Linked DNA regions of Mus musculus: all the other regions are linked to region 4. A link is a contact called in public Hi-C and HiChIP or PLAC-seq data. All regions are on one chromosome and are shown on one strand. Each heading gives the region's core, a stretch centred on a gene start, on an enhancer-like site or on the middle of the called end of the contact. The rest is flanking DNA. Distances are from core to core; before and after follow the strand shown.

Region 1 (3,155 bases), core at 409-2,908, 940 kb after region 4:
AATAAAGAGGCAAGGCAGAAAATGAGTGAATGAATGAACAAATAAACAACAAGTGAATGAAGCAATGCCAACTGGCTCAGTCCTGGACGAGCTCTTATACCTGCCCAAGGCATAAAGCCGTAATCCACATTTGAACTGTTTGCACATTAACTTCCCATATCTGTTCTTTCCTTTCTGCTTTAACCCTTGCAGTTTAGGAAAGCTTAAAATTTGCTTTTATCAGTATTTATCAAATACAAAATTAATATCCAAAATATATCAGTAACTATATAAAAGTAACAAAGCGACATGACTCAATTTAAAAATTAGGCAAAGGACTCAAATAAACATTCTCCAAAGGAAGCCTATGAATTTCCAACAGTACTTGAAAGGATGTTTAATGCTAACGATGGAGGCAATGAGAAGTCACCTGCCATCTCCTAGGATGGCTATGACGATGCAGAAAAAGGGAAAGTTGTTTGCTGGGTGGGACTGAAACTGGGACAGTCAATGTGAAACCAGTGGAGAGGGGCCTCAAGCCGGATAGAGAACTAGCTTAAGCTCCCGCCACGCCAGGTCTGTGCATACGTGCAAATCAGCTCTGGAAGAGCTCTGGACTCTCGTGTTCGTTATTACAGTACTACTACAGCAGCCAAGTCATAATAACAATCCAAGTGCCATCAGTGAACGATAAATAAGGAGAATGCAGAGCGCACGTGCACACACACAAAACTTCTCAACAGTGTTGAATAAAAATTTGTGGTAATTATTACAGTAAAAACAGCATAGTTTATGCCTTAAACTCATATATTTGTACTTCAGCTAAAAATTTCTAAATAAAAACAATACAAAAATAGATTTAGAGAAGGCTTTTTATCCATGCACAAAGAAACAGTCACCTCAGACAATTCTTTTTTTGAACAGTCATTGCTTCAGGTCTCTGGAACTAGGTTGTGGTATGACAGAATATAGGATGAAGAATATTACAGTAATAAAAATAAGGCATTTTTCTTCCCTGGGCTGCTCCTGTCATTTAGTTTCTGCATATCCTAATTCATATTCTGAGCAGAAAAGGAGCTGAGAAGCGGTGTTTTATTAACCCATCGCAGCTCCCCACTCTCAGCACAGAGCTAAGTTTCTAATTATGCATCTCACAGAGAAGCATCCCTGACGGCTCTGCATGCACAGGATGCATAATGTAGCTTTTGTTTTCAGAGATTTATGTCAAAGACCTCTTCATTAAATGCTGTGGGAGGGCAGATGCAAGTCTAGGTTAAAACAAAACCCAACATGCTGATAAAATAGTCATCTAGGAACTACACCAGTGAGAGCTCCTAAAGTGGTCCTTCTCCAAAGGCTGCGAGACACACACAGACACATGCACACACACACACACACACACACACAGACACACACAGACACACACATGCACACACACACACACACACACACACACAGACACACACAGACACACACATGCACGCACACACACACACACACACACACAGACACACACAGACACACACATGCACACACACACACACACACACACACAGACACACACAGACACACACATGCACACACACACACACACACACACACACACACACACACACAGGAAGACTGTTGGAACTGGTCGGTGTGGTTTATGAGGAAGCTCAACCAAGACTCTGTTGGTTACTCATTCAGTTTGAAGGTGGGTCCAGGGAAATGCAGCTGCTGTAAAGTGATGAGGTGCCTGTCAAGACTTTGCTGAATTCTGCAGCATCTGTCTTGCAGCTTAGATGAGTCTGCAGCAAGAGGATGAGGGAGAGTGGAATTCTGGTCAAAGAATGGCATCTAGAGCCAAGGGCAGGCCTGCCTCCAAGCTGCAGTGACATCTGGTGAGGAGGAAGTTGGCCTGACATGCTAGGGAAGATCAGAACAGAAACATCTAAAATTTTGCAGGATCTCTCCCTCCCTCCCTCTCTCAACTGTAATACAGGCCCCTCAAAGAAACAGCCACTTGCTTGATTCCAGGCTGATACTGCCAGCAGGACTGCAGACCAGAGGAGCAGAATTCCACCATGGCTGTGCCTGTGGCACTGGACCTGCTATGTTCCTGGTTTTGGACTCAGTTTCCTCTTCTGTAAAATGGGGCTATTAATACTTCAGTATCTAGGCAACAGGCTTTTTATGTAACATCCTTACAACAGAGCTTGAAAGTAGGTCATGAAGATCTGCTAAACAATAACTCTAGCAGGCAGGTGACTCATACCTTTTTTTTTGCAGGCACTAGAAAGGCACAGAGGCAGATGGAGTTCTCTAGGTTCTAGGCCAGCTTGGTTTACATAGCAAGTTCCAGGACAGTGAGGGTTACAGAGTGAGTATCTGTTTCAAGAACAATAGCAAACAATTCTATTTGTAAGTAGAGAGGAAATGATATTGTTTTTGTTACTAGACAATGAGTTTATTAATAATTTGAACACATCCATGCATCTCTGGAAGATATTTATGATGCCATGTAAATGAAATTATCTAGAAGTGGCATTACATTCATTAATTTTATAGCTAAAGAAACTGAGGCACAGTTAAGTATGAATGATTCTTCTCCAAATCTTGCAAAAACTGCTCAACTGGCTGTGAGCAGAACAGATACTCAGTGAACACTGGTGGCCTGAGACCTATCTGTGCATGTAACAGACAGAAACATCTATTACGTTCTAATTTCTTAATTTTACAGAGGGTAAGCAAGAACGGGGCTATGCTTGGTACCTGGAACCATTCTGTGTGCACAGTACTCTTTAAGCAAAGGAACAGTCATCCACTGGTGATATATTTGTGATATACAATGGTGATATACAGTGAGTGGCTGTAATGATGACCAAATGAGGGTTGAAATCAAAGACATGGAAGCACAGTTACTTCTTAATGCCCCTCATGTGTTGACCAAACAATCACAGGCAGTTCCCCAAATGGCTCTCAGTGAGTGCTGCCTGAATGTACTCTGTTGTCAAAGACAAGTAAGCATGGTCCATCACAGTGTCCGCAATGCTGAACTCAGTTATTCTAGAGTGCAATGATTCTAGAAAGTTCATTAGTCTTTGTCTCTGACTTTCAACTAATGTAAAAACAACAACAAAAACAACCCCCCCAAACAAAACAAAACAACAAAAAATCAAAACTATCACAATTGT
Region 2 (2,978 bases), core at 25-2,524, 780 kb after region 4:
GAACGTCAAGGCTTACCCAATTCCACCTCCCACCCAAGTCCGGATGCTCAGGCAGAAACTGAGAACCAGGATGGGCAATCCCATGTGAACTATGGGGAGAGGAGGCAGGCCAGCGGGACAAGCCAGCAGAGGGGGATTCTGTTTTAGTGCCTCCTCCTCCGAGACTCCTAACTTTAGACCAAAGAGAAAGCTGCGTGGGATTGAGAACAGTCAAGTCTGGATCAGTGAAAGGACTGTCAAGCTTATGCCTAAAAGGGTTTAGCAATCCCCTTCAGGGTATGCATCCAAAGGAGGTTTTAACAGGTGTTGAGAGGACCTGGACCCCATGCTTATTGGCACAGTATTCATAAAGCCAAGATATGAGATTACCACAAGCATCCGGCAGGGGGTGAATGGAAGAAGAAATCAAGAACACTTACTCAATGGAATACTACTCAGTCTTTAAAAAGGTGCGATGGTGTCATCGCAGCAGCATGGGTGGTCCCGAGGATGCTATGCTCAGTGGAGTAAGACAATTACAGAAGGGACACAGTGTGTGCTCTCTCTTATTTGTGGGGCCTAAAGAAGCTGGTCTCACAAAAAAAATAGGGGCGGGGGCTGCCAGAGGCTGGGGTGGGGATGAAAGATCAACAAAGTTATGGAAGGTGAAAGGAGCAGGCTCTAGTGATCTGTGGCAAAGCAGATGACCCTGGCTAGTGACCCTGTTTTGAATATTTTACATTATCTACAAGAGGACTTTAAATGTTCTCAAAACAAAGAGATGACGAATGTCTGAGGTGACGGATATGCCAAGCACCTTGATTACTGTATCATTACACATAGCTCAAAATATTTTACTGCATCCTGTAAATATTCATATTTGTGTCAGTCTTAATGTGAAAAAGCTGAGCAATAAATATCTTAAAACAAAATAGAAAGAGTAATAAAGTGAACCATCATCAGAACTACTTGAAGATTAACTAGTGCTCCCCCCAGCTCAAAGTATGGGGGGTATTTTCTGAAGGGGTACAGGGCTATGGAGCCGCCTGGAAAGAAGGAACAATGGGTCAGAGTCTTGGTGAGGGAGGGAAGACTTCTATTATACAACCACTGGGTTCACCGTGGCAACCAAACTAGCTCTGAACTTGAAATAAAACCCTTCCTCACATGCAGCCCAAACCTATCTCCTACAGCATCCACAATAGTCTGCTTTTCCATCTGTGACAGAGCAGCTACTCTGTGTTCTTGGATGGTATGCCTGACACCTCCCAGAATAGACGAGGCATGACCAGTGGGCACTGCAGACACTGCCTATCCATCCACACAGAGATTACTCAGTGCAGAAAGATGCTGTCCAGAAGAGTTCCACTGACAGAGTGAGAAAGCTGGATCCTTGGCTTTGTAGTCAACTAGTTCCTGCTTGTCAGAGACAAAGGTTCAGCCCGATGCCCCATGTTATCACTCTTCTGCTCAGTGGAGAAAGCAAGTTCATTCAATGTATCCAGAAGCTCGTGGAAGCCAGACAAGAAGCACGGGCGGCAAGACGAGGGAGGGAGGGAGACAGCTCGATGTTACTTCCAAGGACAGGACCGAGAGCTGCCAGGCTGTGGGAGAATGGAGAAGCACCTGACTTTGTAGTTGAGAGAAAGCTGGTTCCAATTCCCGTTCTCTTTGCTGTGAGATCTAGGGCCCCTGCATGACCTCTTGTGCCTTGGAGTTCTTGCCTATGAAGCAAGACCTCCATTTCCTTCTTCTATCTCTGAGGACTAGATGGACACACTATACAGCAATTATTTCAGAGCCTGCCCATCAAGAGTGGATTATCTACTCAGTGGTGGGGACACATTCCAAGACCACAGTGACTGCCCAGTACCAGCAATAGCAACAAACACTATAGATACATTTTTCTAAAGTATGACTGGGGTACCTGTGATGAAATTTGATTTAAATTTAAAGTTTAAGTACATGAGAGGCGAACCCCCCCCCAACCCTCACCCCTCACCATCTGAGGCAGATGGAAGAGCTTGTCCCAGTGAGCTGTCCCGGATGGGGTGTGGGTTAATTGCTGGAGGGTATCAGTGAGGGAGAGCTGACCCTATCACTTCTCTGCTATGAAGTGGTCTTGGATGGGGGAAGATGCCTTCCACCCCCTCACTACTGAAGGCAGACAGGAGAACTGACCCTAGGAGAGAGTGTAGGAGAGCTGGTTCTACAACTCACCTGTCAAGAGGTGGCATGGGTCCCTCCCCCTTCCTATGAGCAATACTGAGAGCTGGCCCAGAGGAGAACTAGCTCTGCCCCCTCACTGGCTGTAGTGCTCTGGAGAGCTGGCCCTGATGGTGAAGTCAAGGGTGAGCCAGCTCAGGGGGTGTGAGAGTAGGAGAGTTGGCCCAGCCCCTTGCAGGCTACAGCACTTGGAAAAGTGCTCCCCACAGCCCCTCCTGCTATGACTGGGCAGCACAGTGGAGTTGTCTCTGGAGGCATGAGTGCTGGTGAGCTGGCCGGAGACCATGAGAGCAGAAGAAATGACCCTGCCTCCTGCCAATGGTGGCATTGGGTGGCCTGGCCAGAACAGTGCTAGAGAACTCACCCCGGTGGCTCACTGACTGGCACAGCTGCCACCAGGCCCATATCCAGAGCTCTGAATTGGCCCACCCCAAAATCTATATCACTTGCAAATGGTTGAGATACGTGAATGGGCCATTCCTGCTTTTCTAAAGCTGCAGGATCTCCATGACGAAGGGCAACAACAGGAGAACTGGGAGGAGTCCCAAGGAGGAGCCAATAGTGATGGTGTCACAGAAACAGAGATCTCGAACCAGACCAAATGATTCATTGTGATGAACATCAGCAAGTGAAGGTGTGTGGACAGAGGGATATATTGTGAGACACACTGTGGCATACTACTACAACTTGCATGATGAGATGTTTTTCGATGTTTTTTGTTTGTTTGTGTTTTTTATTGGGGGCAGGGGAATTCAAGAGCAAAGGGTAGATAT
Region 3 (3,037 bases), core at 178-2,677, 860 kb after region 4:
AGGTGATACCCAACAGGTAGTCTCTTTCAACAGACTCAATTCTTGGGCATTCATAGATGCTTGGGTGACCAAGGAAGGTGTTAACTTCTTGAGTGGTAACTGTAATACTATGTTGTCAGCCTTGAATATAATATGTGGGGTCAACGTTAGTAATGCTGAGGGCAGGGAGAAAAGTAATAGAAACTGTAAACCTCGAAGCCTACCAAAGAATCAGCAGGGTCTCTCTCCAGCCAAAGTTAAGTGCAAGCTGCCTACTATTAACTGTAACAACATGATGAAGACAGCTAAAATTCTCTTACACTGAACTCTTAAGAATTTTTTCACAGAAGGTTTTACAGAGGCTTTCAAGGCTGTGGTAGACAAGATCCTGACAAAGTTTACTAATGTCCCTGTAGTAACTAACTGGTTTTCTTTTGTACAGGATCTGTTGATGGAAGCCAAGGTACACAGTGTTCAAGAACCATCAGTGAAGTCCACTTTACCAAAGATCTCATTACTACAGCTAGTTTGATGTTGATAAATGACTTGTGATTTCTTTCCAGCCCAGCATTCCCCTGTCTTTTAAGGTAGAAGATTAAGCATCTGCTTGGATTTGTAGCAACAGTGTAAGGTATCTTATTAGACTAGAACCTCCTTGAACATTCTATGTAGAATCACCATCACTACCATTGGAAACTTGAAACCCCAAGATGTGTAGCCTGTTAAAATTTATACACTTATGAAAACAAAAGCCAGGATTACATTTAGAGATGCCTTCAAAGCCATGCATTTAGGGCTTGGATGTCCACAAATGGAGAAAAACAAGAAGTGATCCGTCTGAATGAAGCCATGACAACTACGTAGTGAACGTCAGTGGCCTGAGCTAATGCATCTCAGTGATCCCGTTTACTCTGTGTCTTTAGTTGTTTGCACTGCCGGTGGGCCAGCCCTTCTGTACAACACCAAAACTGTTCTGGGTATCCCCAAGCTTCCGACGGCCACCAAACAGTACAGTTTCATCTATGTTCCATCCAGTACTACAAGAGTGAATGAAAACAAATTAAATATTTGCTTATGTGGTTGCTTAGAAAACTGAATATGAAACAGAAGACAAAGCTTGCATCATGAAAGCAAGTCATCACTGGTGAGAAGTGAAACTCTGCACGACAGGAGCTTCGAACGCTCCGATCATCCCTAGGGGAAAAAGGTAAATTTACACATCTCTCATCTGTTTTCTGAGCCATTTATTGTCAGAGTGCAGAGACTACTGAAGGGGCTGGGCAGAGGAACAGTAAGGAGAAGTGCTCTGATGGTGGGCATTAAAGGAATTCTGGCTGCCAAACATCACGTGGGAGAGAGTGGAAATCCCCCGCAGCTCAGGCAAGCCCCATAACCAGACATATTCCACATCAAAGCATTTCTCGTGCTCCATGAGCCTGTAAGCAGCAGCCAAAATATCTTCAGAGAAAATGGCTTCTGTCTTCCCCAACCAAGTAATATTAGGTGCATTTCCACCCTACACACACTGCCAAAGAGAAGGATGGCCAAGTGCTGCTGGCGGCCCCACCCGTGAATGGCTGATGTGGACAGACCGTTCTAGGAGATTGTCTTGCTCTGATATTTTGTTATTCTGTGAATTTTAGCTGCTGGCTCCATATTTGATATTTTATAGGATTTTCTTTTCTTAATGTCAAATGAAACGTCCTTTTCATTTTAAAGTTTGATTTGATTAGATATGATCTTAATCTTCCTCTACTCACTTTGTCTCTCTCAAGTGCACATGCCTGGTCCACAGGAACCACAGTCTAAGGACTGACTTGCTGCTGGTCCTTGCAGCTGGCAGGCTTCCTGGCACTTCAAGGACTGTCCAGGAGAGAAGTCAATCCTGTCCCTGTGCAGCCAAGCTGCTGACTTGGCTGACGTGAACTCACAGGGTGTTTAGGTAGTGCCGTTTCAACTCACAGTGCACTTGGGGAGGTGCAGCGGTCCTTGATGACAAAGTGTCTACTCAGTTACATTCTCTGCTCTGTGTAAACTGTGAAGCAGACACACAAAGGAAGACTAATGACTTAATTGTGCCCCTTTTCAGTTAGGAGCAAGTTTAAGAGGTCTTTGTACCACCCAATTCAGACCATTGTACACAGGAGGACTCCAGAGTGTTTTAGGGTTAGCTGAATGCAATCAATCAAACTCATAGCCTTTTAAATAAGTACAGCACTCTAGAGGGAGTCCATGAGCCTGCCATCCCTTCTTCCCAACTCTACCATGGAGCACTATGCATTTCCCCATATTCGTCAACACCCTAGCACCCCTCTCCAAAATTCGAAGGACATAACTATACCAGTACCTAACCTTGAAAAAGAGAAGACTCCATAGAGGGAGGAGACAAGCAAGCTCCTACCTGCAGGCTACTGCCTGGCTTTTCATTTATTCCTTCTGAGTTCTATCAGAGCATTGTATGAAGGAAAAAGGAAGGAAGGAAGAAGGGAAAGAAGGAAGGAAGGGAGGAAGGAAGGAAGGAAGGAAGGAAGGAAGGAAGGAAGGAAGGCAGGCAGGCAGGCAGGCAGGCAGGCAGGCAGGCAATACTTTGAGTTAAACCTCAGAAAGAATACTTAAAAGAATGACAAAAACACATAGTCATTATTTTTCTGAGTAGCTTCAAGAATTTTCTCTTTTGGCTTGTGAACATGGTATTGTGGTTGTGGCTCAGATTTCCTAGTGAGGAGAAAATGAATTCAGTGGACTGACTTCTGAGGAGCAATCAAGCACCTCAGCCGCACATACTCATGTCTCTGTAGCTCTGTAGCTCCTGTCAAAGCCCTCAGGGAGGTGTGGACTGAATCTCTAAGAAACCAAGTGGTATCACAGCCCCTGGGCCAGCCCTGTTAGCATTCGAGCAGTGCGCACCAGAGTGAGATGGACCACAGTTGAGATGTCAGCCCAGAAGCCTCTAAGTACCCAGTGCACTTCATCTGCCCATCTGCTGTTCTGAGCTGAGGCTCCAGATGATCAGATGATCAAACTGAAAGGAGACTCTGAGGGAAGCCATAAGCATCCT
Region 4 (2,893 bases), core at 81-2,580:
ATGTTACATTTTTCAATCTTTCATTGTTACTAGCATTTAAAACTTTTAAAAATCCCCTTTCTGTCTTCTTACTATTCCCTTTCTTGTGTATACAATATGTATTCACATATATAGTCATATATATATTTATTCTTGTACACACACACATATATAAAATGCATTCAGTATTTTTATCCATTCTTCTGAGAATGCTAGTAGCCATTCTTTCTGTACATTTTCTTAGGGGCTTCTTCTTCCCCACCCCTGTTTACTTGCAGGCAGTAGTTTGTGTTGCAGGTAAAAGCAGATACACAGGGTTTGCAAAAGATGAAAGGTTTTTTTTGTTTTGTTTTGTTTTGTGTTTTTGTTTTCTTGTTTTTCCTCCTCCGAAGTAAGAGAGAATAAAAGGCCAGGCAGTGACACAACTACTTTAAGGTAGAAGAGGCAACATTGAGGAGCAAGAGTGTCTGGAAAGTGGGAGGATCTGCTTCTGAACTAGCCAAGTATTGTACAGACACAAAGCTAAAGAGGAGAAGAAACTGAGAAGATCTGCAGTGCAGGAATCAACGCCGGCTCACCATCAAGCGGCACTGCGGTCTCACCTGAACCTTCAATGTGCAGCCAGCCCACTCAGCGACCTCAGGCCACCCTTTCTTCTTAGCCTTGGGTGGGACGAGGGGCAAGGCAGAATGGTGCTTGCTGTCAGTTGTTGGCTAGAGCTAAGGTGAGGGGCAAAGTGTTGAGGGATGCTGAGGACAGAAGTACAGAGGAGCAAGGGAGCTGGCTTTTCTATCCAGATCTGGTAAAGCAAAGAACAGAGGAGTGACTAAGGGAGCCAGGGAGATGCCTCTGAAGATGGGACCCTATGCTTATAGGCAGTGTGAAGCCTGTTCCTTAGTCTTGAAGGAATGGAAACTCAGAAGAATGCAAGCGGGCTCTGAACACACAGATGATTCTGCAGTTGAATTCCGGAGGGAGAAACACCTCGGGGAGGGGCTGTCAAGTGAACAACTTAGACGGACCCAGGAAAGATCACATAAGGAGTCCTGCTTCAAGACTGTCAAAGCCATTGGGTCTTTTAGGTTTAAATTCAATTCTGCAATGGGGTGAAATGTAAGGTATTAGTTTTAGGAAGGACCCTTGCTTACTTGGTGATTCACCTGTGAATAACAGCAAAACCCCAAATCCGAGAAACAATGCATCAGGCAATACTAGATCCGCAGCCAGCCAGCATCCCGCCCCTCAAGAAAAAAATTGCAGACCATGACATCATTCCTCTGGTCTCCCCACACCTGCTCGAGTCCCTCGATGATACCACCAGATGGCGATGTTGGCCTAAGTTGTAGTACATTCTCTAGTCCTGGGAAAGCCTGACCTGAATATAAAACTTCCCTAATCACCACATTTGATTCCCCAGCAGAACAGCACAAAAAAACCTACTGCGGATTCCAAAGAGGCCAACATGGCATCTCACTACATTGCGTGGTCCGCAGACCAGACATCGGTGCATATTAAAGTGTGATTGCAAGAAAACAACTTTAAAATTCAGAGTCCAGGAGTGGCCCCCCGCTCCCCCGCCTCCCGCGCCTAGTCTCGCTTTGCGCTCCCTACCCCCACCCACGGTCCAGCAATCTCGGACGTGAGGCTTTTCTGCAGCCGCAGCGGCATGGCTGGCAGTGTGGCGCGGAGGTGGCAAGCTCTAGGGACCCACGCAGCGTCTGTCTGTGCAGTGCCCAGATGGCAGGGGCTGGAGAGGCCTCCAGAAACCTGCAACTCAGTAGCATTTCCCCAACTGGATCTCTGTCATCCTCCCAGGCCACCCCAGCTCAAGAGAACCTACCCCATCCAGAACTTCAGGAGGCAGCTTGGGGCCAGCAAAGGTGGGAGGTGGTGGCATGAAAGTAAGGTCTAGTTAGGATGACCAGTCTCCAGGGTTAGAAGTTTTATAGCTTACAGGGCTTCCACGATCCCAGGTGCCCACCCAATTGGTATTGCTTCCACTAGTAGGTCGCGCCTTGTGTAGGACAGTGTATGATGGGCAAGATGGACCGCAGGCGCCTGCTAGAGAGTGACACTCTGGCTCCCAGTAGCTTGCACCAAAAGGTCCGATGACTGTCTCTGGTCCCCAGCAGTCAAACCTCGGTGGTACTTCTAGGCCTCATAGGCGCGTGCTCATGGCGCACGCACAAAGCCCAGCGGTGCAGTGCTCCCCGGCAGGCCTGGGCTGGCCCCCTCGAAGCGACCAGACGGTGTCTCACAGCGGGCTTGTCCCCGCCGAGGTCATCTGCTAGGCGCAGCTGGGCCGCGGAAAGTAAGAAGCTGATGAATTTTTCATCGCGATTCCCTTGGCTGTCGATCTGAAGGCAGTTTCTGGGGCAGCAGCCTTTAAGGACCTGTCTGTGCCAAGGGCAGCCCCTCCCCCACCGCTCTAATTACTGATAGACAGGAGAAGCTGGTCCCAGGTCCCCTCCTGCTCCTCCAGGGCGTGTCCTGGTCCCTCTGGCTTTGTTTGATTTCTGAGCATTGGGCGAGTGGGAAAGGAGGGATGAGGAAGAGCGCCTGTCTAGTTTAATAGCATGTGTAGACAACCTGCCTGGAAAAAGGAACACAGAGGTGCTCAGCTCTGACCTCCAGGAGTTTGCAGGGATCTGCGGGGATAAACTCACAAAATGGAGATGAAAGAGTCTAATGTGGGCCAAGGGCCGGGCTAGTGGGGCTGTGAGTGAGACCGGGGCTCAGGGAGAGACATGGGGAAGGGATAAGTTGAAAGGAAAGGACTCCAACACCCGGGCACAGGAAGGGGCAGAATGAGGGCGGGTCTAACTTTGCGCTCTCGAGGGGACCAGAGGCACACAGGTGCAAGGTGTGGACCTGGATCTACCCAACACATAGGTAGGCCTATCACAGGTCAGAA

The links. A called contact is a pair of places that touch in the nucleus more often than the background predicts. HiChIP or PLAC-seq counts read pairs in DNA pulled down with a chosen protein or histone mark.
Region 1: a contact with region 4 is called in a Hi-C map of cerebral cortex, with 5 times the contacts expected there. The contact joins two enhancer-like sites. A contact is called at or near these places in 1 of 15 datasets of contacts at CTCF or cohesin (the NIH/3T3 cell line), 5 of 484 Hi-C or Micro-C datasets (bone marrow-derived macrophages, cerebral cortex, double positive thymocytes and 2 more), 5 of 115 datasets of contacts at active chromatin or transcription factors (differentiating embryonic stem cells, embryonic basal ganglia, embryonic hindbrain and 2 more) and 1 of 9 other capture datasets (embryonic stem cells).
Region 2: a contact with region 4 is called in a Hi-C map of cerebral cortex, with 14 times the contacts expected there. The contact joins two enhancer-like sites. A contact is called at or near these places in 1 of 15 datasets of contacts at CTCF or cohesin (the NIH/3T3 cell line), 5 of 484 Hi-C or Micro-C datasets (the N1E-115 cell line, bone marrow-derived macrophages, cerebral cortex and 1 more) and 6 of 115 datasets of contacts at active chromatin or transcription factors (differentiating embryonic stem cells, embryonic midbrain, embryonic stem cells and 3 more).
Region 3: an H3K27ac HiChIP or PLAC-seq map of regulatory T cells shows a contact between it and region 4, with 8 times the contacts expected there. The contact joins two enhancer-like sites. A contact is called at or near these places in 6 of 484 Hi-C or Micro-C datasets (cerebellum, cerebral cortex, gonadal supporting cells and 3 more), 7 of 115 datasets of contacts at active chromatin or transcription factors (differentiating embryonic stem cells, embryonic stem cells, neural tube and 2 more) and 1 of 9 other capture datasets (embryonic stem cells).

Annotation. Positions count from the first base shown.
Region 1 is chr13:36,366,959-36,370,113 of GRCm38.p6, reverse strand. All of the region lies in intron 5 of Fars2 (phenylalanine-tRNA synthetase 2 (mitochondrial)), which reads right to left. Among named protein-coding and RNA genes, the nearest start is that of Gm40912, 160 kb to the right of the region's middle. Within about 2 kb of position 1,658, at least 39 of the 459 cell types and tissues checked have an H3K27ac peak or open chromatin away from gene starts, as enhancers often do. A contact at or near this core is called in bone marrow-derived macrophages and cerebral cortex, where this site is marked.
Region 2 is chr13:36,530,362-36,533,339 of GRCm38.p6, reverse strand. The region is part of intron 6 of Fars2 (phenylalanine-tRNA synthetase 2 (mitochondrial)); the gene reads right to left. Among named protein-coding and RNA genes, the nearest start is that of Gm46409, 81 kb to the left of the region's middle. Within about 2 kb of position 1,274, at least 22 of the 459 cell types and tissues checked have an H3K27ac peak or open chromatin away from gene starts, as enhancers often do. A contact at or near this core is called in the N1E-115 cell line and cerebral cortex, where this site is marked.
Region 3 is chr13:36,446,976-36,450,012 of GRCm38.p6, reverse strand. The region is part of intron 6 of Fars2 (phenylalanine-tRNA synthetase 2 (mitochondrial)); the gene reads right to left. Among named protein-coding and RNA genes, the nearest start is that of Gm46409, 160 kb to the left of the region's middle. Within about 2 kb of position 1,427, at least 22 of the 459 cell types and tissues checked have an H3K27ac peak or open chromatin away from gene starts, as enhancers often do. A contact at or near this core is called in regulatory T cells, where this site is marked.
Region 4 is chr13:37,311,153-37,314,045 of GRCm38.p6, reverse strand. No RefSeq gene overlaps it. Among named protein-coding and RNA genes, the nearest start is that of Gm40913, 21 kb to the left of the region's middle. RefSeq lists an enhancer at 236-2,893. Within about 2 kb of position 1,330, at least 95 of the 459 cell types and tissues checked have an H3K27ac peak or open chromatin away from gene starts, as enhancers often do. A contact at or near this core is called in the N1E-115 cell line, bone marrow-derived macrophages, cerebral cortex and 1 more, where this site is marked.